2 separate regions of the Canis lupus genome follow, and region 2 is linked to region 1. The links are chromatin contacts, called in public Hi-C maps. All regions are on one chromosome and are shown on one strand. Each heading gives the region's core, a stretch centred on a gene start, on an enhancer-like site or on the middle of the called end of the contact. The rest is flanking DNA. Distances are from core to core; before and after follow the strand shown. Region 1 has its middle 14 kb from the start of LBX1. Region 2 has its middle 21 kb from the start of DPCD.

Region 1 (7,015 bases), core at 2,821-5,320:
TCAGGCACACGTGGTCATGCACACTCAGACACACGCACGTTACGTTTTCAGATCCACACGCAGACCTCGTCCACACACCCAGGCAGGGGGGCAATCTCGCATTGGGATTCGCAGCTGGACACACATCAAATGTTGATTCACACCCTCCCTGGCACACACAGTCCCACAGCCCCCTCCAGGTCCGCTTGCCTGGCCCGAATCTTTAAGCTAAAGGGGGCAGCACCACTGAATCAACTTTTCCCATCTCTGGATTCAAAGGGTAGGAGTGTAATTAAAACCAGATAATTAATGAGACAATATTCCTCCAGCTACATCTTTAATGAACAAACCCCTTCAGGGCAGCCTCTTCTTCTAGGCTCATTAAAGAGAAGAAAGTTGGGCGGCTCGCGGACTTCCCAGCGCGTTAATAACGAATCCGGAGTGGGTGCCTCGGCCGGGAGCGCGGGAGCAAGAGCCGCGCACCCTGGCTCTGGTCCTCCCACCACCACTTTGCACCCCTGCCTGCCCCCACTCCCACCCTCCATCGCCGCCTGGTCCCACCGTCTCTGGCGGCCCTCCAGCAGTCCCAAAAGCCGCTGTTCGGCGACTCTCTGGCCTCTCCGTGGTGGGCTCTCCAGCACTAGGCAACCTGCGCTCAGATGCTGCGCGGCGTCGGGCCACCCAGCTTCCCTCCCGCTGGGCGCTGCGCGCTCCAGGCTCTTTGGCTGGGTAGGGACGGCTCTGTCCAAGGGAAATTGAGGCAAGGTAGGGGCCCGAGTCTCCCTCTGAACTTCAGTGCCCTAGCGGATTGGCTTAGGACTGGCGTTTGAGCTGCCCCGCGAGGGCGGGGGCTGGGAGGGAGGATCGGCGGTGAGGAGTAGGGGGTGGGGATGGAGATCACTTCATTTTCCACGCGCGCCCCGGCTCACTCTCAGGAACGCGCACTAGCAATTGCAGGCATGTGCACTCGCGTGCACGAGAGCGTGCGTACACGGACAAGCCCTCTTGCTTGTGCACCCAGGTGCCGGGTGGCGAAGCCACGGATCCAGACGGCGCGGTCCGGGCAGCCGGGAGCACCTGGCTTGGGCCTTCCCCCCACCGCGTGAGGTCGCCCTTGCTTCATTCGTCTCCAGGGTGGGAATCTTCGATTGGCACGCAGCCTCCCGGGCCTGGAGCGGACAGCCCGGCCAGAGACACTAGGAGCGCGCAGCGTAATGGGGGCCCGGGGCCCGGGGAGCCCTAGTCAGACCCAGGCGGGGGCGGTAGCTCTGGCAGCGGCTTTGGCGGAGGCGCCTGTGTTCGCCTGAGCTGGCTTTTAGGGATGAGTTATGTGGCAATGAGCGAAGTAAATCTGCATGCGCAAAAGATGCTAATTACTCTTAATAGCCTACCCAGACGCCCCGAGACTGGAAACCCAGAAACGTAAATCTGCTCCCGATAAATATTTTTAATTGTGAGATTTCCTGGAAAGAAGGCTTTGGGTGCGCGGGCCGAGGCATTTGGCTTTGGAGGGAGGGAAACGGCCCCCACTCCGGAAGCGGGGTCCAGAGTCCGGGCCCGGCGCAAGGCGCGGGGCGCGCGGGCCGAGCGACCTGAGCTGGGCTGGCCGACGCTGGGTAAAGTTAGTGATGTATCGCATTAATTACCAGTGTGAGCTGCAAATGGTTCGAGGCCCAGGGAAAATTAATGGGAATCCAAATTCTAATTATGTAGCTGTTGTTAAAGAGTTTAACTAGATAGTCATGGAGAAAATTGGATTATGCATAGAAATATGCAGCCAGCGCGAGTGGTCCGGAGGATGGGTCTGGGGGACTCTCAGCCAGGCCAGCCCCCTGCCCTGGAGGACACTCCTCTTCTCAAAGGAAGAAAAAGACCCACCCCTGCGCCCCAACGTATAAATAAAGATCCCCCGTTTTCGGATGGCACTGGCGGGGCGGGTCTCAGGATGGGAGGAGAGGCCGAAGCTTGCGGATGCACGCGCTTGGATACAGGGTCGGTGTGGAGGTCCGGGGTTCCTGGGTCTCTTGGTCTGGGTAAGCATTTGTGCCCATTTCTCAGGTTGCCTCTGGGTCTCAGCGAATCCTTCCTGCACCTCTTTCTGATAATCATATAATTACATCTGGGCGCTGTGGACTTATATTTTTACCACTGTCAGTTTAAGAAAATAGCCACCAACCGGAAGCCCAATTACACCCGATGCCTCGTCATTCACTTTATTAAGGACCCTGGATATGTTTCCATTTTCGCAGGAAATGAGGTCTGATCAAGCAGCACTAATATCTCGGGCCTCGGGGAGGGGGCGGGGACTCTCAGAGGCGGGCTCCGATCCCCCAGAGGCCCGGCTGCCGCTGGCGCCTAAATTAGAAAAGGGTGGGGCACTTCGGGGCGGCAGACATCCAGTCCCCCACTTCTCCCAATTTCTTCCAGTTCTCCCGGATTTTTCCAAATTTTCCTGAATTTATTCTGTCCCAGGGTACCCACTCTGTAGGCCCAGGCTCTCCAGCATCCCAGCCAGCAGAGCCTGGAGCTCCTGCCACGCTGGCCCTATTAGGGGCAGGATGGCGAGGACCTGGGAGTTGAGGGGCATTTCAGCCTCCAAAGGGAGAACTAGGGTCCTTTCAAGACCACCTACCCCCCTCCCAGGAGCTTGGCCACCTCCGAGGATGCTGCTAAGGCCTATAGTGCTGGGCAGGGAGGCCTGGACAGGGAGGGAAAAGCAACACCTCTCGATCCCAGTCCTCTCCCCTTTTAGTCTGATTCCGGATTTCTATCTCCCTTTCAACAAGAACGAAACCTCTCCCCACCACCCTCTACTTTAGAAGGGGGAAGCCGGCGGTCTGGGTCTCACTGAAGAGCTCCAGTCCGCCACCCAGGCCCTGCTTGGTGCTTCCCACCGCCAGCAGATTCTAGCACCCCTCATAGGACCTAGATTTCCTAGACTAGCCGGGTGGGATTAACGCTTGCCAGCGCTGCCAGCAGCACGGGCCTTGGGGGCTCTCCAAGGCTTCCCTTCCTTCCACACTGGCTCCCATCTGAACTCGGAAAGTGAGGATTTGGGGAGAGAATGGGATCTCTGGGCCAAGCCTCGGGAGACCGGGATGGTCTGGAGGGAGGACCCCAAGATCCCAGCATCAGAGTCTCAATAACTTGCAGCTGGTGGGAAGAAGCCAAACCGGGACACAATGGATCAGTTCAGAGAAGGCATCACGCAGAGAAGGATGAATGACCCCATGGCCCCGGGGGTGTCCCTGAGAGGCAAATTCTGACTGGGGAATGGATCTGGGTCAGACAGATGCCTTTAGAGCACCCTTCCCTTCTGGGCTCTGGGGGCCATTTCTCAAAGCTTTGGGCCAACTCCCCACTGTCAGCAGAGGGTATGGAAGAAAGAGCAAAGGTTCAGAGATTACAGCCCACTCCACCTGCTTCCCAGGGTGGAGTCTGGAAAGCCCAGAGCAGGAGGTAATACACAGATCCACAGATCCTGGTGGAAAACACAAACAGATGGACAGTCATGAGCATGCTCTTGGATTTTTTATTCCTGGGTCAAATTGAGGTTCTTCTCCCAGTGACCTCAAAACAGAACCCAGAGGGGCAGGTGGACCTACAATAGACGAAAAGATCCAGTATCCTCCACCCTTTTCCAGGTCCTGGGGCAGGTCTAGGGGATCCTTCCTCTGTCTCAGCCAACCCGAGCAATGCCTTATGCCCCATCTTCTCCTCACCCCTTCCAGGACTCCTGGGAACCGTGACTGCTCCGTAGGCCTCCAAGTACCCGAGCTGTCCCTCAGTTCCAGTGAGGAGGGTCCTTGGACGGCAGCTGGCTCCTTCCTGCAGCCCTCAAGGGGTCTCCAAGCCAGCCCCCTCCACCTGAGCCACTTTTCCAAAAGCCTGCGTTTCTCTGATGCAGGCTTCGAGCGCCACCTAGCGGCATTTATGGAGATGCGCAACAGCAGCGTGCGCCCTCCTTGCCCCCCGTCCCCTCCTACCCATCCTGGAACCCCAACGCCTATACCGACGCAGTCCCACTCTCACACCACAAGCCCTTCCGTGAGCACGCTTTCACTTCCACTTCCTGGTACTTAGCCATTAGGAGAAGGCCACGGCAAGGAAGAGCAGGCGACAGACACCACGATGGCTGGGTGTCTTCCCTGGAAACCCGCAGATGCTCGGGACCACGCTCTTTCAAGGAATTGGGTATGCGGTAGGGCTGAGAAAGGGGCCGCCTCATGTCTCTGCTGGGGGTGGGGAGAAAGGGTCCTCCTTGGGGCACTGCAAGAGGACACTCCCTCTTTTGGGTGAGCGCCTAAAGGGAAAATTATGAGCCCTTAGTCATTCCTATTCCTACCCAAGCCCGGCCCTCCTCTCTGCAGGCACCTGCACATTAGAAACAAATGATCAGAACGCTCCCGGGTCGCACAAGTTGACGTTCTTGCAAGCGCCTCTGCGCGGGAAAGGTTAGACAAGAGCTCCCTCTGGTGTCCATAGTTGGGTACTGCTGCAGGCTGCCGTGCCAGAGGCTGCAGAAGTCAGACCAGAAGCAGGGTCTGCTTCTCTGATCCCAGTCTGATCTGCTGGCGGTCATCTTAGCCATCCCTCTACCTTCAGGAAGGATATCCCTTTCCAAGATGGGCAGAAGAGGTTTCTCTGGTCCTCATGGGTCTACACAAGGAAGAAAGGACTCAGTCCTGCTGAGTTTCACCCCTACCGTTCTATGCTTATCTGACCTCTTCCCATTCTTCTGCTGGGTCAGCTGTCCCTCAGCTGATACGGTGCTGGAAAGTTAGAAGTTTCTTCCTCTACGTTATGATTTTTAAGCTTGACAGGAGGACCTGTATTACCTTGTTAGCACTCTACAGATGGAAAGGTCAGGTGAGGAGAATGCCAACCGTGTCTGGGTGATAGCCAGCTACTCCCTGGCACAGAACCCCCATAAGGGCACTCACAATGCCTGCCACAGCCTGATTCCCCCACACACCAAATATTCCCTCACACTGACCCAGGCTGTTGACACTGAGCCTCCTGACCACAGCCACACTATGGCACAGAGACCCTCTCCTGAGATCTCCCATGCAGAGCATTTTCCAGCCCTAGACAACAAGGAGAAGCAAGGATCAGAGTGGGCAGGAACCCAGGCAGGTGTGGGACCAGGTGGTCTCTGAAGGTCACTCTGAGTCTTTAACCTTGATTTTTGTGATTGTCCATAGAGAAGAGAAAGGGAGGGCGATGTGTGCCTGCGTATGTGACAGGATAGATACAGGGCTTTGAAGGTTCCCCTGAGATCTGGTGACAACCTTTTTTTTTTTAAGATTTTATGTATTTATTCATGACACACACACACACACACACACACACACGCAGAGGCAGAGACACAGACAGAGGGAGAAGCAGGCTCCATGCAGGGAGCCCAACACGGGACTTGATCCCTGGTCCCCAGGATCACACCCTGGGCCAAAGGTGGCGCTAAACCTCTGAGCCACCCAGGCTGCCCTGGTGACAAACTTTCCTTTGAGGTGATGCTCTGAAATGTGTCTAGGCCTCCCAGAGTTCTAATCCAGGCTCCCTCCTGTCCACCAGCCATGTCCAAAAATTGTCTAAAAAGCACGACTCCCATCTAGACTCTGATCAAAGGAAGCTACAGTACTGGGAATTTCCACTTACTCTAGCCCAAGAAAACGAGAATCCTTAAATCCAAGCCTTAGATGGGGAAAGATGTGAAAGGGATTCTGATCTTTTCCATTCTTTTCCTTTTTCTCTCTCTCTTGAGGCCTTCAGTAGTTTCCCATGAGGGGGTAGTGCTTCCACCTCTTTCAAGTGTGGACATCTTTGGAGTCACTGCACTCACAGCCATGGTACTCCGTGTCCCCTTCTCCTCCACACAGGTCTAGGAAGAGGAGGTAGCAGGGGAGGAGAGGCCGATATGCCTGGCTCTACACTAATCCAAGCTTGAGAAAATGTATTTCAGGACCCCACTCCAGAGCCACTGGAATCCCTGGAAGTAGGGCCTGCAAATCTTCTCTTTGATGTAGGAGCATGCTCCCTCTTTACCTCTTTTCCAGATTCTTGGTGGAGTTTTTTTGTTGTTGCTGCTGTTTTAAGATTTATTTATTTGAGAGAGAGAGAGAGAGAGCAAGCATATGCACAAGCTGGGTGGAGAGGGAGAGTCTCAAGCCAACTCTCTGCTGAGCAACCCTGAGATCATGACCTGAGCTGAAATCAAGACTGGGATGCTTAACCACATAAGCAACCCAGTTGCCCCTCTTTCCCAGATTCTTAAGGGCACTAATCTGTGAGCAGTGCAAAACCTCTTCCCTTCCTATCCATTCACTCACCCTAGAAGGGCTGCCAGGTGAGAAATCAAGCATGTCAGTAGGAAGCAGCCACCCCAGGTTCAAGCCTGTAGCTCCCTAACTGTGGGACTTGGGCAAGTCACTTCATTCCACTGAGTTTCCTCATCTGTGAGTTGGGAACAGTAATCTCTGCTTCAGGGTTTGCACTGAGGACCATATGAGCCTAATGTCCCCTAAGGAGCTTTGTAAAAGGCACATTTCAGCACAAATGCTGGTTATTATTCAAGAACTTCAGTGCCAGGTGTAAGGTGTTAATCCAGGAAAAGTCTCCCAGGCCAGGGGAGACAAGCCCCTCCTTTGGGATTTCTCTGAAACTGCTCCCACTGTTTCTCCCCAGCCCACCTCTCCCACCAAAGAAATAGAACTGATCTCTCTGGGCCGCCACTCCCTTACCCTTCCCATAAAGGATTGGGTTTATCTACTGGTTTCAATATTAACACAAAGTGGCTATCAAATTCACTCCCCCTGGGGGATTCTTATTTAAAGAAAACACAGACTGAGCCCAGATTCAGGAGTTTTAAAAGGAAAAGCCCTGACTGGCACATTTCCATCATAGTCTCCAGGTAATGAGGATTCCTTTATCGCTGAGACCGACTGCCCTAGAATATCCAGTGTTATTAATGATAAGCAGGCAGTGAGGCCATACCAGAAAAGCTCCTCCAGAGACTTCCTGTCTCTGGTGTCTCCTA
Region 2 (6,065 bases), core at 581-3,080, 320 kb before region 1:
AAACCTGCTCCTTATACTGTTTTACTCGATCAACTTGGAAACCTGAGAGATCCTTGACTCCAGGAGTGGCTACATAATTTCCAGGGCCCGTGGCCAAATGAAAAATTCAGACTCCTTATTATAAAATTATAAAGAATTTCAAGAGAGCATTAAACCAAGTATGGGGTCCTTCTAAATGCAGGGGGCCCCCCTGGGACTGTGCAGTTCATATGCCTATGAAGTTGGCCTAGTCTGGCACTTTCCCATTCATTGACCTCCTGGTCCTCTCCATTTTTTTTTTTTTTTTAAGATCTTATTTGAGAGAGAGAGAGCACATGCAGAGGGGGGAGGGAGAGGAAGAAGCAGATTCCCCACTGAGCAGGGAGTCCTAACATGGGGCTTGATCCCAGGACCCCGAGATCATGACCTGAGCCAAAGGCAGGCACTTAACTAAGCCACCCAGGCACCCTTCCTTATTTTTTTAAGTTTATTATTATTATTTTTTAGTAGTTTCTACATCCAACGTGGGCTTGAACTCATGATCCCAGAGATCAAGAGTCACATCTTCTTTGGTCTAAGCCAACCAGGTGCTCTGGTCTTCTCCTTTTCTATGTCTGTGCTGGCTCAGGCCTCACAGGTCACATTCCTGTGGACCTGCCCCAGCCTCCTTGGGGGCCTTCTAGCCTAAAGCCTCTTCCCAGCTCCAGCATCCTGATCCTCATTTATGTAATGAGTCTCATTCCCACCATACTCAGTGCCATTCTCTTGGACTCTTGACCCCTTAGACTCCATGGCCCTAAACACCACTCCCTACAGGTTCCTATTTCCATACTTTTTTTTTTTTTTTTTTAAACAGAATTCAATTCCTTTTAAGAATTTATTCTTCCTTTAGCCACCTCCTCCAGGTTGGCTCCAAAAATCTTTCTGATTTTTGTGTTGGAAATCTCACATCACAACTAGGTACTCGGATCAAAGCACAAATCATCTTTCGCCTTCACTCAGAGCCATTTGTCTGCTCCTTCGAGTAGACTTAAAATTCCGGAAGACAGGGATGGTGTCATATTCATCATTGTAACTCCACAGCACCTAGCTGACACATAACTGAGGGGCTCAGTTAATATTTGTTGATACAGTTTGTATGTGTTTGTAAGCCCTGAATTGTGTGTGCAGGGCTGTGTCCACAAATAAGCATTTCTGCTTATGTGTGTATATACTTCCATATCCATGCATGCACAGGGGTATTGGGATCGTATGTGTGCACAGACATAAGGGTTGTTTCTGTAGGCATGTGTACTGATCACAGATGCATGGCTATGCATGCTCCGTGTTGCATGCGTTTATGTTAGTGGATGTGTACCTAGATCTGGGTGGCAGATGCAGAAAAACATGTGTCTGTGGTCCTGTGAGGTGGGGGTTATGCCTGGACAGGAGCTGCAGGTGCACCGTGCAAGGACACAGGCGGCTGGCGCGTGTGCGGGCCATGTGTGTGCACAGCTGCGTGTCCTGGCCGCGGGCAGGCCTGCCGCCCAGTGGGCCCAGCGCTCCCGCTGAGCTCGCCGCTTTGTTCCTCCGCCGCGGGCGGCTGCGTGGGCTCCTGGCTCCTGGGCCCCGGCGTCTCGGCCCCGCCGTGATTGGCGGCCGGGTGGGCAGCTCGGCTCCCTCCAGGGCGGGCGGAGCCGGATCGGCTCCCGTTACCGCGCAGGGGGTAGGGGTGGGGGTGGGGGTGCGCCAAGCCATCCATCTTCTGTTATTACAGCGTAATGGGGCTGCTCGGGCGCCCGCCCATTTGTCATCGGCCTCGTTCGCTGATAACGGGCATTTGTCATCACTTTCCTCTGCGCCAATGTCATCAGCGCCGCTGACAGGCAGGGCGGGGGTGGAGGGGGGAGTGTCGTGTGTATGAGCACAGGCGCGTACACATGCGCATGGGCCTGCTGGACACACAGTCCTGCACACACAAACAGGCACACCCCCAAGAGGGCACACCAAACCTGTGGGGACACATGCCCCTGTGTGTGGATCAAAGCTCCCCAGAGACGGATACACACATGCACACACACACTCAGAACAGCCTCATCTGTCAAGCAGCTATTCCCAGCTGGAGATCTCTTCCCCAGTCGAGGAGACCCGGGCTGGGGGAGGTGCTGGTTCGTGGTTAATGGCAGCTTGAGTGCAGGTGGCCCTCTGCCAGCTCCCTGTGTGCACACGTGTGACATCAGCCACCAACATTTACTAAGCCCCTTACAGTCTCTACAGGCTTGTGTGGGACTGTGTGTTCTATTGGCAAAGTGTGACAGCGCAGGTACCGCCACATAGACTCTCAGACACAAGGACTTTGGGGAAGTCTGCAGGGCTGGGTGGTGGGATGGTGGGTGGTGGGAATATAGGTGGTGGTCCCCATGATGCCTTCTTCCTGACCCTCCAGAGACAGTGTAGCTTGGGAGTCATCTTCTTTGACCAGACTCTGAGCCTAGGCTGATTTGCAGCAAGAGGGACTCAGGAAAGACTCCAGAAAGAACTTCCTCTCTGGACCGGGTGTGAAGCAGTTTGGAGTAGGCATGACACTGGTAGCCAAGAAGGGAGCTTGGAAGGGAGAGACCTCTTGCCCATATCCTATGCCCTCTGGACTGGCTCAGGTACCAGCCCAGCTGGGGCATCGATGATGTGTTTCCTGGTGCTGCCTTCTGGCATAGTCACTTCAGGATGGCATAGGGGACTCCATTAGCCCATATCAGTCTCTCTCCCCAATCTCTCTGGTTCCTAGTTGTCTGGCACATATTAGGTGCTCAATAAATAACTGTTGAATGACTAAATGATTGAAGATAGGGTATGTGGAGGTAGGGAGTCTTCCTAGTCCCTTCCACCTGCCACTGATGGGCCAGATCTCATCTCTTGCCTACCCCCCTAACTCCTTTCCTCATTCCTTTGTAGTCCCCCCAATTCCCCTTCTCCCCCAGCTTCTCCCTCCTGGGCTGAGGGGGAGGGGGTGGGGGCAAGGTCCCCTGGCAGAGCAGGGCTCGCTTGTTCCTTGTAAATGAAGACCATAATTAACATTAAATTAAGGTAATACAAATGAAGGCAACATAGAGGCTGACAAGATGAGCGTTTGGGGAGGCAGTGGGGAGAAGTGATTCATATTTTTAATTTACTGTACGGATGGGCCGTGTGGCTGGGGAGCGGGCGGCTCGCGTGGAGGGGGTGTCGCCCCGCAATGTTTGCTGGGCTCTGAGCAAGCACACAATGACTATTAAACTCAACTGTCCATATAATGGGACAGATTCGACATGACGCCCACTGGAGCACCAGGAGCCTGGCCGGCCAGGCTGTAAATCCTGCCCACACAGCGCCTGGCTGTCCACTTGCTGACCTAGCCCGGCTTGGCCCAGGCCTGTGGTCTGGTGGGCACAATTCCGAAAGGGCCTGAGAGGGGTGTTTGACCTAGGCAGTCACAGGGGCCAAGAGGGTGCTGGCCCTTGGCCCTGACTGAGCTCAGGGTTGGGGCAAGGTGTCACTGGCAGGTCATGTCTTAATCATGCTGGCGTTGAGGTGGGTGCTGGTAATGCCCTCTCAGCTCAGGACCTTGGTGCCGGGATGGGGCCGGAGCTCTGTGGTCCCACATGTGGTCTGATCCAGGAAATGAAGACACTGGTGTCCTCTTTCAAAGAGGGGAGCTAATTGTTTGCATTATCACCATCATAGCACATTTACCAAGCACCTACTCTGCACTGGCCCCCCACTTCTGACTCATTAACTGACGCCTCACAACCATCCTATGAGGAAGAATTATCCCCATTTTACACATGGGTTAACTGAAGCTGAAAGACAGGGAGTAACTTGGTTCCAGAGCAAGCAAGTGGCTACTGCCCCATCCCATCCCTCCAAACCTCAGAGCCCGGGTCTACCCCCCTTGATCTTGTAAACTCTGTATACAGAATGAAGGCTGCATCCCAGGCAGCCCTCACCCACCGGACCCTGGAGCCTTCAACACGGAGTTCTCTGGGGACTTGGGTGTGGGTGCCCATCCGCCACCCTCCCTCCAGGAGTAGAAAGGTGCCAACAAGTCCCAGGCAGGCAAGGAGGGATCCCTGCTTACTCACTCTGCAAACAGAGCCTAAAGATGCTCATCCCTGGGATGAGAGACGCAAGTGTAATTTAGGTTTTGATATTATGAAAGTCTCGCTGCTCTAAAACAGCAGGGCACTCGGTGCCTCATTAATAAAGGATAAACTCGGAGTCTATTTACAAGGCGCTTTTTGGGGTTATTTACTCTCCAATATACATATGTAATGTTGCGCATACTTACCGCTAGGTATGGCTCATCTTTCCAGCCTGGGCCTTGGAGTTACCCTGGGGAGAAAGGGTCCCTGCAAGGTGGAGAGGATCACTGGGGACGAGGGACTCCATAGGGAGCCACCCCTGGCTGTAGGGAGGCTCTGTGAAAGATGACAGGGCCCCATTGAGGGAGGGAAGTCATAGAATTTTAGAGCTGGGAGGTAGAAGGGGCAGAGGGTGGACTTCATCTGTTTCCCCTTCCCTTCCTCCACCCCGAAGCTTAGTACCCTTAATGATAAGGTATAGGCCAGGCTCCCCTGCTGGGCCCCCAGGCTCTCCCTCCCTCCCAGCCCCTCCTATGTGAGGCCAGGGCATGCTGGCCTCCCTCATTAGGGCCCCTACTCTGACCAGATTCTGACCACACTGGGGAAGAGCCCCTGAAGTTGTGAAAGGCAGTCAGCCAATTCCTATCAGCAAGCATGTCCTGGGCAACTGCTGTGCACCTTAACACCACCCTTATCACAGCCCTCCCGCTCCTCCCACCGTGCCCAACAGTGCCTATAGTGGGCAAGGCCTTCCTCAAACCAAGATGGAAGCTACCTCCTAGCTCCTGGTGCCATTAGCTTGCCACAGTAGAGGTGGGTTCTCTGCAGCTGCTCAGTTGCCACCCTTCCTTGCAGCTGCTACCACCTTAGCCTAGACTTGATGTGCAGTAGCTTCGTGAATCTGCAGTCATCTTGTGCAATAGGGCACTGCTTTCATCTCCATTTTATGAGTAAACTGAGACATAGGTTAGGGAACTCACCCAATGTCATATAGCCAGTAGGTACCACGCTGGAATTATAACTCAGATTAGGGTTTTTAATCTCCCGAGGCCTCAGGAGCTCAAGAGGCCTGGGCCTTAACTGCCCATCCTGGCCCCTCTGCGAAGCTGGGTTTCCAACCAGCCCAGTGCATCTAAGCCCTGCCTTCCCAGAACACATCTCCCCTCACTGACTGATGGGTCATTCATGGAGTCATTGAGCATCCACCACCACATGCAGACTTGGGCCTGGATCTATCGCCTGGACTAGTGTAAGCTTATGGCAGTGGAGGCCTTGGTTGGAGATCCTGGTTAATGTACAGGAGAGCATGGAGATAAGACTGCCCACCCATATATTCCACAGCTTAGAGTTGGAAGGCTCTCTGCTGGTCAGCCTAATGGATGATGAATGCGTGGCCCAGGGCCCAGTCTAGAGGTAAAGATGAGCAACACTGCACCACCTCCTTCCCAACCCAGCCAGTTTGGACCACGGAGATATCTGGTGGCCTCACCTTTTTGTAAGGGAGCCCTGGGTAGAAGTACCAGGGTCCAACCAGTCCCTTAGGAGTCCCCAGGGGTCTAAAGGGACATAATCATTATTGGGGTGGAGCTAATGGCTGCTCTGGGCCTCAGTGAGATAAGAGCAGGTTTTCATATTCTTCCCAATCTCAGAGTCGGGGGAGAGCTGACCTGGATGGTGCTGGACAGAGGGAGGATGGCAAGCAGGAGGATCTGATCCATCATTGTTGGTGAACAATGAGCCGTCACCACCCTAATTAAAGATGTAATTACAGCAAATACATTCCAGGCTGAGAATGAATGACGGATGGTAGGAAGGCACCTTGTAGCCAGCAGCCAGGACATGCTGCCCCTGAAAAGCTCCCTACTCTAAGCTGGGAAACCCTCCTCTCAGCAGCATCCCCCAGTGGGTACAGGATGTCCTGGTGCCTCCTGGCAGGACAGACAGGCAGAGACTGAGGCTGGGGCTGACGGGACAAGCAAGGGCCAGGGG

The links. A called contact is a pair of places that touch in the nucleus more often than the background predicts.
Region 2: a Hi-C map of blood shows a contact between it and region 1, with 7 times the contacts expected there. The contact joins two enhancer-like sites. A contact is called at or near these places in 4 of 9 Hi-C or Micro-C datasets (amygdala, blood and skin fibroblasts).

What each region holds. Positions count from the first base shown.
Region 1 is chr28:14,045,051-14,052,065 of UU_Cfam_GSD_1.0, reverse strand. No RefSeq gene overlaps it. Among named protein-coding and RNA genes, the nearest start is that of LBX1, 14 kb to the left of the region's middle. Within about 2 kb of position 4,070, at least 4 of the 20 cell types and tissues checked have an H3K27ac peak or open chromatin away from gene starts, as enhancers often do.
Region 2 is chr28:14,363,571-14,369,635 of UU_Cfam_GSD_1.0, reverse strand. No RefSeq gene overlaps it. Among named protein-coding and RNA genes, the nearest start is that of DPCD, 21 kb to the left of the region's middle. Within about 2 kb of position 1,830, at least 3 of the 20 cell types and tissues checked have an H3K27ac peak or open chromatin away from gene starts, as enhancers often do.